Linked DNA regions of Sus scrofa: regions 1 and 3 are each linked to region 2. Evidence: chromatin contacts called from public HiChIP or PLAC-seq data. All regions are on one chromosome and are shown on one strand. The core of a region is the stretch at or near the end of the contact, and the rest is flanking DNA. Distances in the headings are between cores, read along the strand shown. Region 1 overlaps PPCDC (phosphopantothenoylcysteine decarboxylase). Region 2 holds the start of SNUPN (snurportin-1). Region 3 holds the start of C7H15orf39.

The links. HiChIP or PLAC-seq counts read pairs in DNA pulled down with a chosen protein or histone mark.
Region 1: a contact with region 2 is called in an H3K27ac HiChIP or PLAC-seq map of alveolar macrophages. The contact joins the enhancer-like site here to the promoter of SNUPN in region 2. A contact is called at or near these places in 4 of 47 Hi-C or Micro-C datasets (embryonic fibroblasts, omental adipose tissue, retroperitoneal adipose tissue and 1 more) and 2 of 2 datasets of contacts at active chromatin or transcription factors (alveolar macrophages and skeletal muscle).
Region 3: an H3K27ac HiChIP or PLAC-seq map of alveolar macrophages shows a contact between it and region 2. The contact joins the promoter of C7H15orf39 here to the promoter of SNUPN in region 2. A contact is called at or near these places in 2 of 2 datasets of contacts at active chromatin or transcription factors (alveolar macrophages and skeletal muscle).

Annotation. Positions count from the first base shown.
Region 1 is chr7:58,538,997-58,543,900 of Sscrofa11.1, forward strand. The region is part of intron 2 of PPCDC (phosphopantothenoylcysteine decarboxylase); the gene reads right to left. Among named protein-coding and RNA genes, the nearest start is that of PPCDC, 7.8 kb to the right of the region's middle. Within about 2 kb of position 3,560, at least 42 of the 83 cell types and tissues checked have an H3K27ac peak or open chromatin away from gene starts, as enhancers often do. A contact at or near this core is called in alveolar macrophages, omental adipose tissue, retroperitoneal adipose tissue and 1 more, where this site is marked.
Region 2 is chr7:58,037,482-58,041,970 of Sscrofa11.1, forward strand. It overlaps SNUPN (snurportin-1), which reads left to right and starts at 1,436. Exons shown (of 8, transcript XM_003128480.4): 1 at 1,436-1,571.
Region 3 is chr7:58,388,534-58,392,928 of Sscrofa11.1, forward strand. C7H15orf39 reads right to left here and starts at 1,584. Exons shown (of 3, transcript XM_021099036.1): 1 at 1,398-1,584.

The DNA of each region.
Region 1 (4,904 bases), core at 2,310-4,809, 500 kb after region 2:
GAGCCCGAGCTAGTAAGGGTTCAGTGTATCTAACAGGTGGGTGGGATATGTATGACCCCTGACCATAAAGCAAGACAGACCAGGCAGGAATACACACTTGCCTGAGCATTCTCATCCTCTTGGCCGTGGTTAGGTGAAGCAGAGAAGGCCCATGATCTGAGCTCCAGATCTGAGGTCCTCAAGTTCACTTGCTGACAGCAATCAGGAAAACTGGCCTTGAGCCTCAGTTCTGCCAGCTCACTGGCTGGAGACCTCAGGCAAATTCTTCCTCTCTGGTCTGGTTTCCCCTTCTGAGCCATGAGCCATCTGGACCGCAGGGCCTCCAGGGATCCCTCCAGCTCACTATGCCATCCCAGCCCTTTTGTGACCCTTGCCCTTTCCCACCAGGCTCTGCTGTTCTCTCCTCTGGTGCCAAACAGGCCTCCTGGGGAAGCTGGTATTCTGGCCACACAGCCCTCTCTGGCCATTCGAGCAGGACAAAGCTACCGATCCCTCCAAGCCCTTCCCCAGCAAGAAAAAATTCTCAAGAATGAAACTAGAGAAACAGACTATGGAAGCTCTTGCTAGGGACACCATTCTGAAGCTTCAGGGAAGGACCCTGGATGCAGGACTCCTTGGCCCTGGGCTGGCTGCCTCTGACCAGCGGCCTGTGGAGCTCACTCTCTGCGGGAGCAGGGCACAGAAGGATGGTGGCAGCCAAGCCAGCAGAGGCCCAAACAAATGCCTCAGAGGACTACAGCTAAATAGACCAGTGTCCAAAACAGGACCACAGAGCAGGCAGGTGGCCCCACGTGGAAAGGAAAAAAAAAAACCTCAAACCAGGCCATGTTTCTCCTGCTCTCCTTTCCTTGGTGGGCGGGAGGCACATAAAGTTACCAAAAAAATGTTCCATAGTACCCCCATAGAAAGCCTCACTGACTTTAAAAAATAAACACACATACAGAGGTTAGAACATCAAAACTGAACAGCATCACCCAAAATACAAGTCTCCCTTCCTGCCTGCATCTCTCCACACGGGTAACCACCTCTGGGGGAAAAATCACAGGCGGTAACTCGGATATGTGAAGACACAAAAGGAATCACACTAAATGCCAGCAGTTGGCAAACTTAGTCTATAAAGGGCCAGATACTACTTCGGGCTTTGTCACCATTACTCTACTCTGTAGCAGCAAGACTGTAGTAGCCACAGGCAACACTTGAATGGATGTGGCTGTGTTCCAATAAACCATTATGGACACTGAAATCCGAATTTTATATAATTTTATGTGTCACAAAATCTTTTGATTTTTTTTTAACCATTTAAAACCATAAAAAACTAAAAATAAAGTAAAATTGTAAATGGCTGGCGTCTGTATGGTTTGCAGGTCATATAAAAACAGGCAACAAAATGTGGCCTGTGGGCCGTGGCCTGCCAACTCCAGCACCTTGCTCCTTTCACTCTGTCTCGGGACCGTCTCACATTAGCATGTTAGGGCCACCCATTCCCTGAACTGCTGCCTCGGAATCCATCAAGAGGCTGAACCGTAACTGCATCACAACTTTTTATTGTTGGATGTTTTGTTTCTTTTCAGTTTTGCTTTGAAATTATAAACAGGGCTATAATGAACATCCTTGTACATCCGGTGAACTTTTGTGCCTCACAGCATTCAATCCTATGGGTAAATCTGTGACTATTTTTGGTTTCTCCAGATAATTGCCAAAATAGTCCTCCAGAAGAGCAGAATTTATTTCATTCGGCATATGAATAAGGCCCTCTCCCCTCACTCTTAATTAATGGCCTTGAATATTCTGACAGGCATTCTGTAAACTTAGCCTTCTCTAAGCTCCAGGCCTGCCAACTCCCAGGATGGGAGGTTTTCTTCACCTTTAGAAATCCTCTTCTGACTCTCAGCCCTGCCGACACTTGCCCAGCAAAAGTTAGAGAGGTGTCTGTCTTCTCCACAGTGAGGACGGTGCCAACCAGAAGGCAGGAACTGAGCCACAAGCTCAGCCGTTAAGGGTCACCCAATTACATGACAATGGCAGGACGGCAAAACAGCCACAGCTCTTGCACCCCAGGACCTTCTCTCAGGCTGCCTTCGAGTCCTGGTCCTTTTTGTCTTCACATCTAAGATCTTCCACCACTCAAGATGGAAGAGACCTTGGAGATATATCATTTGAGTACCCAGTCCCTGCTTTATTGCAGGCCATAAAAAAGACCTGACTTGCCCAGAGTCCCAGGGTGAGAAATCCTGCTATGCCCAGCAGCCTCGTTTGAGGGCAGGCTGGTCCAGCTCGTCAAGCTCAAATAAAGGCTCCAAAGCTTCTTTGCTGGTGGCCGCCCTCCCCACCTGCTGGTGTGTGAGGTAGAAGACCAAATCCGCCCCTCCCCATCACCTCCTCACAGTCTCCCTGGTCTGGCTCCAGGTCAGTGGTCCTCCTGGGAAGCCTGAACACACTGGTGAACAGGAGTGGTTCTCAGCCAGGTCTGCAGAATCACCCAGCTCCCTGCCACCCACACCCCAGCTGCTCATTTGCTAGTCAAAATCTAGGGATCCCTAAGGGAGCTCAGGAAAGCCTCACGCATGCCTTAGTCAAAGAGCTGAGAAGGACCATTCCAAGGGACAAAGGCAACTCCTGGGTGGGGCGGGGAAGACCCAGGAGGGCTCTAGGGAGATGGTACCATCAGGGAGTGTGAGGAAGTGGGGGGCGGCGGGGGGAAGGCCACCGCCTTGGGGCCAACACAAGGCACGCAGGGATCCTCCCCTCTGGTTACCAACACCTCACAAGGACCCTACTAAGCAAATCTAGGCTCTCTGGAGAGCTGCCCATCCACAGGATGAGAGGGAAGTGGGCCCCTCCACATAAGCAGATGGACAGTGGCTCCCACAGCTCTTTCCACATGGGCCATCTCACCAACCCCAACACCACACACTACATGTGGCCGCCCCAAAGGACACGACAACAGTGGAAAGGAGAGGGTGAAGGACAGGAAACAAACACTGTTAAGTGCTTCCGCGTGCTAGGAGCTACGCCTAGTCCTTGGCACCAGATGACAAACTGTTTCATCTGTGTTCCCCTCCCCCAGCCCTGACAACAGCCTGAAGGGATGGGTGGCAGTCATCATCTTTATTTTCAAATGAGAAAGACAGGCTCCCGGAGGCTAAGTCAGAAAGTCCTCCCTCCCAGGTCACTGTCCTTCTGTCCGCCTGACTTTCAGCTTCAACTCCAGCCAGAGAGGGAGCCAAGTCCTGTTCCAGACAGGGCCTGTCTCCCAGCAGTGGCGGCAGCGGCAGCAGCAGCGGCAGTGGCTGGGCTAAAAGGCCTAGGGTGGGCTGGAGAGCCTCCCTGCTTCAGGCAACCCTCTCCTCACACCCCTATAAACGCCAGCTGTGTGGGATGGCAGGAAGCGGTGGAGTTGCCATTTCCCTCAGCTCTGAGGCTGCCCATCTGTTTCCTGGGATAGGACTCCCTGCCCCCACCCACCCCCAGTCCGGAAATTCACTTGTTCTGGGGCTATGGGAAAAGGGAACTGTGCGGCTCCCTCCCTCCCCAGGGGGTGGTGGCAGAGGCTGTGGCTGCAGCCACCCCTTTCAGGCCTCCTGCCCTGAAGGCTCTAGCTAGCCAGCTCCTACCATTGGTTCTGAGAACACGAGGAGGGGGCAGGCCAAAGAGGTTATTGCCCCAGAAGCGCCAGTGCCCAGCCTCAGAGCAGCCACAACACTCTCCTCCCTTCCTGCTTCTGGCCTGACTGGCATCCCTGGCTGCCTGCTTCACTGATCATCCCAGCATGGAGGGTGGGGTGAGGGGGTGACTTTCTGGATAGAAGTTAGTGGAAAGTTTAAAAGAAAAAAAAAAAGAAAAAAGAAAAAACCCTGACATGGTCATTTGCAAGTGAGCACTGCCCCCTGCTGGACACTCTAGTACACCCATCTGAGCTACACGCGGCGCAGATACAAGCAAGGAAAAAGCACATCAGCTTAACACCCTTGGCTATATGTCTCAACCTTTTCTTGTATTCAAAATTAAACCCAGTTCTATTTTTTTCAATTTTACTTTTTTTCTTATTTTTTAAAAAAATCTTTTTGTTTGATTGTTTATTCTTTTTTTAAACCCAGTTCTAAACTGAGGCCTCTTTTGCCTTATTGCAGTAGTTTTTCTGAATAAAATCTGTTTTTACCACTTCTAGTTTTTCTTTAATACATCAAATGAGTTTTAAAAGGAAGGGAGCAGCAGGGGAGCTGGATCAAGATGGTGGGGTAGTAAGACGTGGCACTCACCTTCTCCCACAAACACATCAAAAGGAAGGGAACAGGAGTTCCTGCCGTGGCACAGTGCATTAAGAAGCCCACTGCAGGGAGTTCCCGTCGTGGCGCAGTGGTTAACGAATCCGACTAGGAACCATGAGGTTGCAGGTTCGGTCCCTGCCCTTTCTCAGTGGGTTAAGGATCCAGCGTTGCCGTGAGCTGTGGTGTAGGTTGCAGACACGGCTCAGATCCCACGTTGCTGTGGCTCTGGCGTAGGCCGGTGGCTACAGCTCCAATTCAACCCCTGGCCTGGGAACCTCCATATGCCGGGGGAGTGGCCCAAGAAATAGCAACAACAACAACAAAAATTAAAAAAAAAAAAAAAAAGAAGCCCACTGCAGTGTCTCAGGTTGCTGCAGAGGTTCGGGTTCAATCCCCAGCCCCACACAGTGGGTCAAAGGATCCAGTGTTACCACAGCTGCCACACAGGTCACAGCTGTGGCTTGAATTCAGTTCCTGGCCCAGGAACTTCCATATGCCACAGGTATGGCCATAAAATTTAAAAAATTTAAAAAAAAAAAAAAAAAAGGAGAAGGGAGCAAAACCACATGGGCTGTGGCAGGCAGGAATCCTGGCTTTTGTGTGAAGTGTTTGCGGAGAATTTGAAAAGGCAGAAAG
Region 2 (4,489 bases), core at 186-2,685:
CAGTGTACCACATAAATAACCTAGTGCACAGCCTGACCATTGAAAGTTAGAGCTCACTTACATCAATTCTGAAGTAAAACAAATTGGTCTTCCAGGGCCCCAAGTACCACCCTCCCTGTCAAGGTGGTCTCCAAATGGATGGTGTCATGTACATAAAATATTCAACCAGTCCATGTGTTGGCATTCCTTTGACTGAGTGCCAACTTTGTATATGTTGTTTCTGTAGTATAGCAATATCTTAACTTCTAAGTCAAACATGCAGCAAATTTAAATATTTGGTTCAAAAGCTGTGTGACTTTGGCCAAGTTACTTAACCTCTCTGAGCTTTGGTCAGTAACTTCCTTGTTTCTTGAGGTTAAATGATAATGCATATGGAAGTGTCTGCCTCAATGTAAGCAATGATTACTACATCTGGAAGTTCACTGAACCTGAGCTAGAGAGTAATCCAAGCTGCTTCAGTGACAACTCTGGATCTTTAATTCCTTTCACACCACAAGGGAACACCACAGCTAGTCACATTTTTATTTTGTATCTCATCAGTCTTACCCCACAATAGCTGCTCTCTAGTTTGATTAGGTTTCCTAGATCTCAGTTGCTTCCCTCCACCCCTGCCACCCCTTGCTCCTTCATCAGGGTCTATAGAGTGCTCTGCATTGTGCTGGACCCTGGAATCAAACCAGACCCCTACCATTGCCATGCCCACAGAGGAGGAGCAAAGGGGCTGTAATCAAGGTTTGCTTCCGGTGTTCTTTTTTTTTTTTTTTTGGTCTTTTTGAGGGCCGCAACCAGGGCATATGGAAGTTCCCGGGCTAGGGCCAATCGGAGCTACAGCCACAGCAACGCCAGATCCAAGCCGCATCTGTGACATACACTACAGCTCACCGCCACACCAGATCCTTAACCCACTGAGCGAGGCCAGGGATTGAACCCGCAACCTCATGGTTCCTAGCCAGATTCGTTTCCACTGCGCTACAAGGGGAAATCCTGCTTCCAGTGTGCTAACATAAGGGAGGAATGGGGAAGGAACGATTAATTTTCTGAGACTTAGGGGTGGAGGTGGTGAGCAGTCATTCCGCTAACTGGCAGGTAACTGGTATGGACACGGGGAGAGGGAGCGGACTGTTGGTGCGCCTCTAAAGACTGTGTGGATCTGGGGGAGGCGGCAGGATCCAGGGCCAGGAGGGCCTTGAACACCCAGCCACGAATTCGGGGTTCCCCCTATTGGCGAAAGGAGGCCGCAGAAACTCGTGCCCAGGAGCGAGGTCTCGGCCCAGCCAGTCACCTTGCAGAAGGGTCGCGGACACTGCAAAGCAAAAGCAGAAAGAGTACCCCCGCCCGGGAGGAAAGGAAAAGGCCTGGCCGTTGAGGGCGGAAGTAACGGCCAGCCGGCGACCAAACTGCGGAAGAACTCCCGGCGTTCCCAACGGCGGGAGGAGCCGGAAGCTCCAGGTGGGTGGGTCTGGTGGCGCGGCGGCGGCTAAGGGGGAGGGACCGACTCTCTCCAGGCAGCTGATTGGTCGGCTCCCGACCGCAGTGGTGGCGGCGGCGCGTGGAATTGTCACCTCTCCCCGGTGAGTCCTGGGTTCGAGCGTGGGCCCCGCCGGCTCCCGAATAGTCCATGTGCGCCTGGCTATGACTCCCTGTGGTCCGCTTCGTGTTCCTGACCTCCCGAGGCATCACCTGGAGGGGCAGACCCAGGCCGCTTCCACTCTTTGGGCCCGCTTCCACTCTTTGGGCCCGCTTCCACTCTTCAGTTCCAGACTGTCTTGCCAGGACCCCTCAGGGGCTTCTTGTGGGGGAGGGGCGAATCATGCAAGGCCTAGATGATCCTGTTCCTAGAGAAAGGCTGTGGCGGGGAGGATGGCTGAATGGAGCAGGTAGAGTCCCCCGGACTGAAGCCCGGTGGCAGACGCCCAGGTGGCCTAGATCCTGGGCTCTGGGAGTCGAGGTGGGGGCGCTGGAGGTGCAGGGGAGGGAGAGGAGGAAGAGGCCGGCTGCGGGGGACGGCCGGGGTCTGGAGCTCGAGGGAGGGGCCCGGGCTGGTTGGAAATTTGGAAGTTAGAGTGGATACAGGTAATGGATGAGACCGCTAGGTCAGAACCCTTGGAGTCAGAACCATCTGAAGGATGGATTGAAAGAGCAGGAGCTAGCGCAAGGACAGCCATAAAGGGAGGCACAGGGATCACTTTTAAGGATTTTATGGTTCTTGGCAGAGCAGGAGCCCACACCAAGATAAAGCACGATAAGGCCTAATAAATGTATTTTAGATTTGGTCATTACTTTGGCAAGCCAAAGACATAATGAATTTTAAAAGTTATTATGGAAGTGTTCAAACTTATACAAAAGTACAGAAAAATACAGAAAATATCATACCATTTAGGACCCTGATTACTCATCACCCAGCCTCAATTATGCAACACTGGTTACATTTACTTTTAAGTTAATTCATGCCTCGGGAGTTCCTGGTGTGGCTCAGCAGGTTAGATACCCTACCAGTAACCATGAGAATGTGGGTTCAGTCCCTGGCCCTGCTCAGGGCTTTAAGGATCCAACATTGCCCTGAGCTGTGGTGTAGGTGACAGATGCAGCTGGGATTCTGCATTGCTAAGGCTGTGGCGTAGGCCGGCAGCTGCAGCTCCAATTCATCTCCTAGCCTGGGAACTTCTCATATGCCTCAGGTGCAGCCCTAAGAAAAAAAAAAGCATGCAAAAAAAGAGACATGCCTCTAATCCACTGATAATATGTAATCTTTTTCTTTCTTTCTTTCTTTCTTTTTTTTTTTTTTCTTTTTAGGGCCATACTCACGGCACATGAAAGTTCCCAGGCTAGGGGTTGAATTGGAGCTACAGCTGCTGGCCTATGCCACAGCCACAGCAACCAGGATCCAAACTGTGACAGCTCATGGTAATGTCAGATCCTTAACCCACTGAGTGCGGCCAAGGATTGAACCTGTGTCCTCATGGATACTAGTCAGATTCGTTTCTGCTGAACCATGACAGGAACTCTGGGTTTTGTTTTGTTTTTTTAATGTTTAATGGGTATAGAGGTTCAGTTTTACAAGCATAAGTGTTCAGGAAATTGGTTGTACAACTTTGTGAATGTAATTAACACAACTGGACTCTACACTTAAAAATGGTTAAGATCGGAGTTCCCGTCGTGGCGCAGTGGTTAACGAATCCGACTAGGAACCATGAGGTTGAGGGTTCGGTCCCTGCCCTTGCTCAGTGGGTTAAGGATCCAGCATTGCCGTGAGCTGTGGTGTAGGTTGCAGACGCGGCTCGGATCCCGCGTTGCTGTGGCTCTGGCGTAGGCTGGTGGCTACAGCTCCGATTCAACCCCTAGCCTGGGAACCTCCATATGCCGCTGGAGCGGCCCAAAGAAATAGCAAAAAGACAAAAAAAAAAAAAATGGTTAAGATGGTAAATTTTACATCATGAGTTTTTAACCACACATAAAGTTCTTTTCAAATTAGAAAAACATCTAATGCTGCAGATTTATTTTAAAAAATCTGACTTCAAGTGTGTAATGGAAAATAACTCCTTGCCAAGTAGAGGCCCATAGGGTTGTATTTTTAACTATGGAGGCTCTGAAATGAACCTGTTAGTTTTGGTGTTTAGAGCATTGGGACATGGCCTGGGGTGGAGTTTAAGCACTGGTCGTGCCCTCTGGTTTACACTAGAACTAGAGGGTTGGGCCAGCCCAGCTTCTGGGCCACCTCACATCTTCACTGATGGAGGGGTGAGTGAAGTGGGAATTCACCTCTTTTTTTCCACTCCCATTCTTTGGGGTCTGCCTTGGTAATCTGTCTCCAATAAGACATCTACTGCCTATCTCCCAAATGTACCACATGTCAGTTCTTCACAGTCGTAGAGCTGCTGTTAACACATCCTAGAGCTTTTCTTAGTCACACATAAGTAGCCTTGAAATCTTCCTTGGGCCCACCTGAAACAAACAAAATAAACTATAAAACAAGAAAGTAGGGGTTCCCTTTGTGGTGCAATGGAAATGAATCCGACTAGGAACCATGAGGATGTGGCTTCAATCCCTGGCCTAGCTCAGTGGGTTCAGGATCCGGCATTGTTGTGAGCTGTGGTGTGGGTTGCAGACGTGACTCGGATCTAGCGTTGCTGTGGCTGTGGTGTAGGCCAGCGGCTACAGCTCCAATTAGACCCCCAGCCTGGAACCTCCATATGCCCTAAAAAGACAACAAAAAATAAAATAAAAAGAAAGTAATTGCCAGATTTGGGGTTTTGGCTCCTCTTGTCTTCCTCCCTGGGCTCCAGAACCAGTATTCCTAGAGCTAAATTTTCTTTCTTTTTCTTCCTTCCTCCCTCCCTTCCTTCCTTCTTCTTCTTCTTCTTTTTTTTTTTTTTTTCCTTTTTTTTACTTTTTAGGGCCATACCTGTGGCATATGGAAGTTCCCAGGCTAGGGGTCAGATCAGAGCTGCCTCTGCCAGCCTACACCACAGCCATAGCAACATTGAATTTG
Region 3 (4,395 bases), core at 334-2,833, 350 kb after region 2:
TTCAAGAAGGTAGCCAAAGTGTAGGGGCCTCCTTCCCTGACACTGATGCATACACAAAAAGGCAAGCAATTGTTTGGGGAAGGGCAGGACCCCAGGGAGCAGGGGTCACATCACACTTTCGGCCACTGAGCTACTTGCTGGTTGAGGTTAGAGCTGGTCTGGGAGGACCAACCTCTGGCAGGGTCCAGAAGACCCCACCAAAGCTGTGCCATCCCTGCCCTAAGCAGCAGGGGGAGTAAACAGTTCTGTGGCCCCATTGCCTCTTCCACCTTTTAAGGGGTCTCCAGGAGGACATCGGGCAAAAGCAGGAAGAAGAGAGGGATCTTGCCCAGCTGTGGCCAGCGCCTGGACTCTCTTAGCAGGCTGAACTAGGCCCCCTTTCCATGTTCTTACACCTCCCCGCAGCTGAGGCTCTGGGCCCTGCCACCGCTCCAACCGTACCTAGGGGCAGCCCAGGCTCCAGGGGAGGGGGAAGGGTCGTGGGATGGGCTCCAGCCCCTTTCCTCTACCTGCCTGGCCCATAACTCTGTGCCTGGGGCCCTCAGCCGACCTGGCTTTGGGGCTACCGCTGCACCCGACCCCGCCAGCTTCCGGGTGTCCTCATGCCCTGCCTGGCGGCGCTGGGGCGCACGTGCACCCCAGGAGGACGACACACAGGCCTCCGCCACCCATGCAAACCCGTGCCTGCAAGTACGTGCCTGATCCATATCTGCACAAACGGCCCGCCAGAACTGCGTTCTCCCCTCACTCGGGCCCCCGCACACGTGTGCACGCAGGCAGGACAGCGCACCGGGCCCCACGGACCGACACCCAAAGACTGGTGAGAGGATCGGGGCAGGGGGGCGGCCTGGCTGCAGAGACCGGGCAGCCACCGCCTCGGGGCGATCTCGCCAGCCTGGGCTGCGGCCAGAGAGTGAGTCAAGCCGTAGCGAGGAAACCGCAGGGCCGTCGCGTCCCAGCAGGGCGCGTCCAGAGCCCCGCGGAGCCTTAGTGCCTGCGGCCCCCCAGGCCAGCCCCCCGCCGGCCTCTCCTCTCCGCCCGCGTAGTCCACGTGAGCCGGGCCCCGCAGGAGGCCCGGGGGCTCGGCCTGAGCTTCACTTAGCCAGCCCCGCACTAGATCAGGCGCTAGGGCCCCGCCGGAGCTCCACGACGCTACCTGCTCCAGGGGCCTCGAACTCCGGGGAAAGTCGGAGCAGCGGCGCGACCCCTGCCCGGCAGCGCTCCCGCCGAGGGTCCGAGGCCGCCAGGAGCCACGCCACTTCGGCCCAGGCCCAGCGCGCTCCATCCCCGGGCCGGCCGGTAGGGGCGCCCTGGGGCAGCGCCACCCGCCCCTTCCCCACGCGCCGCCCGCAAACTCGGCCCAAGTTTCCGCGCCCGCCGAGTGGGCGAGCTCCTACCTGCACAGTGCTGGGCTTCCCGCTGCTGCTGCCTGGGACCGCGGCCGCATTCTCCAGCGCCAGCGAGGCGGAGGGTCCTTGTCCAGCTCGGCCCTGCGCGGGAAGTCGCGGCGAGCACCGAGCCCGGAGCCACCCTCCGAGCTGCCGTTCGCGCCGCCGCCGGGCGCCGTCTGCGGTCCCGGGCGGGGCGGGCTGGGGGCGGGGCGGGGGCGGGGCGGCCCGCGCGGTGGGGGCAGAGCCCGGCCGTGCCTCTGGGAGCCTGCGCTCCCCCGGGCCCTGGGGGTGTGGAGGGCCTGCGTCGGCCAACCCTCCGAGGCCCCGGCCGCGGGCGCTGTGCACTGTCTGAACCCAGCACACTCCGCGAACCATCGCCCCACGCGCCCGTCACACGTCTTCATTCAGTCACTCAGATCATTCATTCATCGCCACTTTTCTAGCTCTGTGACCTTGTGCCCGCCGCTTGACCTCGTTGAGCTTCAGTTTCCTTATTTTAGTCAAACTGGGATTATCTCATTGTGTCCTAAGATTTAGAAGAGGTTATATTAAAATAACTGGCTCTCAGAGTTCCCGACCCGTCTCAGCAGGTAACGAACCCGACTAGGATCCCTGAAGGTGCGGCTTCAATTCCCGGCCTCACTCAGTGGGTTAAGGATCTGGTGTTGCCTTGAGCTGTGGTGTAGGTCGCAGAATCTGCTTGGATCTGGCGTTGCTGTGGCTGTGGCGTGGGCCTGTAGCCGTAGCTCCTGCTCCCATTTGACCCCTAGCCTGGGAACTTCCATATGCCACCAGTGCGGCCCTAAAATAGCTAAAATAAAATATCTGGCTCTCTTGGCCAGTACAGTTGCATTAGGGAGCCGGAGAAGGTCTCCTTAGTCTGTTCCCTCACCGCAATACAGCAGAGAGGGCAAATTCCAGAAAAATATCTCAAAGCTTGTTAGGGCACCATACCTGATGAGGAGGGGGTGATTTCCCCATCCCTGAAGTGAGCCAGGAAGGAGGATGCTGGAAGTTTTGCCAAGTGGCCTCAGTGGGTATCTCTGAACATTTTTGACAAATCTCCCTCAGTAAGACTGGACTAAGCTCCATGTAGCCACATAGGTGGGTTGGGTTGAGCACTCCCAGGCAGGAACGGTGTGTTACCAAGAGAGGGGCTGGAGGGATGGAAGAGCTGTCTCCATTTGCCTTCTCCAGGCCATCTTGGTGGCCATCACCGAGAAGCTGCTGGGTGCTGTTACCTTCTCTGAAAAACCTAGTTCCTTGCATTTCTTGGGCTGCCCAAGGACTGGGGGCAGGTGTATGCAGTGAAGGAGGAAAGGAACAGGTGGACATGCCAAAGGTCAGAACAAGTTCACGGAGCAAAACCACCCAGGCCATCTGCTCAGATCCCAAAGGTCAGGGCCGCCTGAGTCAGAGGGCAGAGCAGGCCTGAGGCTGCAGGTTCCAAGAATAAGGAAGCATCTAGAGCTGCTGGAGCTGAGCAGGAGGGGCTGGGTGCTGCGGAGAGGAAGAGGAAGTGAAGGTCACCTGGGGCAGCAGAGAGGGTATTAATTAGTTGAGATATGAAGGGCCCTTAGAAATTGAGTTTGGAGAAGGAGCTGGGGAGCAGAGGCTCAGAGAAAATTGAGGCTTTCCCAAAGTCACATAGCAGGCTGGGATCAAGAAAATGCATTTGTAAGCTGATGACTTGGAGTCATGGCCAAGCTTCAGCTCACAGGCTGTTCTTCCTCACTTTTTTTTTTTTTTTTTTTTTTTTTTTTTTGTCTTTTTGTCTTTTCTAGGGCCTCACCCATGGCATATGAAGATTCCAAGTCTAGGGGTCTAATCGGAGCTGAAGCTGCTGGCCTAAGCCAGAGCCAGATCCGAGCTGCATCTGCGACCTACATCATAGCTCACAGCAATGCCTGATCCTTAACCCACTGAGCAAGGCCAGGGATCGAACCTGCAACCTCATGGTTCCTAGTCAGATTTGTTAACCACTGAGCCACAACGGGAATTCCAGTTCTTTCTCACACTTGCTCCTCACTAACACTGCCCTCCCCTCCAAGACACCCATTCCCTGGCCTCCACCCTGGTACTGGGGATGGGGAGGGAGGAGGGCAGTGTTCTCTATTTAGGGTCTGGGAGTCTTAGGTTGTGCGATCAGCTGGCCGGTGTTCTCTCCAACTTCTCTGAGCCTGAGTGGGGCCCACCCAGGCCAAAATGAGCCTGGTGAGGCCCAAGGAGGGGCAGTTAAGAATCTGTGGACCCAAAGTTCCCATTGCGGTGCTGCGGAAATGAATCCGTCTAGGAACCACATGGTTGCGGGTTCAATCTCTGGCCTTGCTCAATGGGCTTAGTTTCTAGTATAGGTCGCAGAAGAGGCTCGGATCTGGCGTTGCTGTGGCTGTGATGTAGGCCAGAAGGTATAGCTCCAATTAGACCCCTAGCCTGGGAACCTCCATATGCCATGGGTGCAGCCCTAAAAAGCAAAAAAAAAAAAATCTGTGGACCCACTGAGTCTTAATTCGGGGACACTTCGCAAAGACGGCACCTCCCTTGTCCATTTCTTTTCGGAATCAGCATCTTGTGCATTCATTTTTGGCATCACTTAAACACCTTAGACTACAAAACACAAGTCACAGGGCAGGGGACTTGGGAACCTCTTTGTAACCTTCTGAGCCTCCATCTCCTTATCTGCAAAATGGGAACTATGAACCCAGGTTAGTGTCCAACAAAGCCAGCATGGGACATTAGTTATAAACTGTAAAAAGCTCCTAGCGTCAGTTGATTGTGAGCTCCTGAAGGCTGTGACCCTGCCGTCTTCTCTTCCCCAAGGGTCATGTGCAGAGCCTATAGAGAGAGGTGCCTACAAGCCTTTGTTGGATGAAGAAAGGTACCCTATACGAGGTGGCTGCAAAGAACAGTGTGAGCAAAAGCAGAGCAGGGATCCGTCTGTGCTTAAATGGGCTTCCTGGGTAGTGTTAACACCGAGCAGTAGCATAGAGAAACCTGGAAGGCA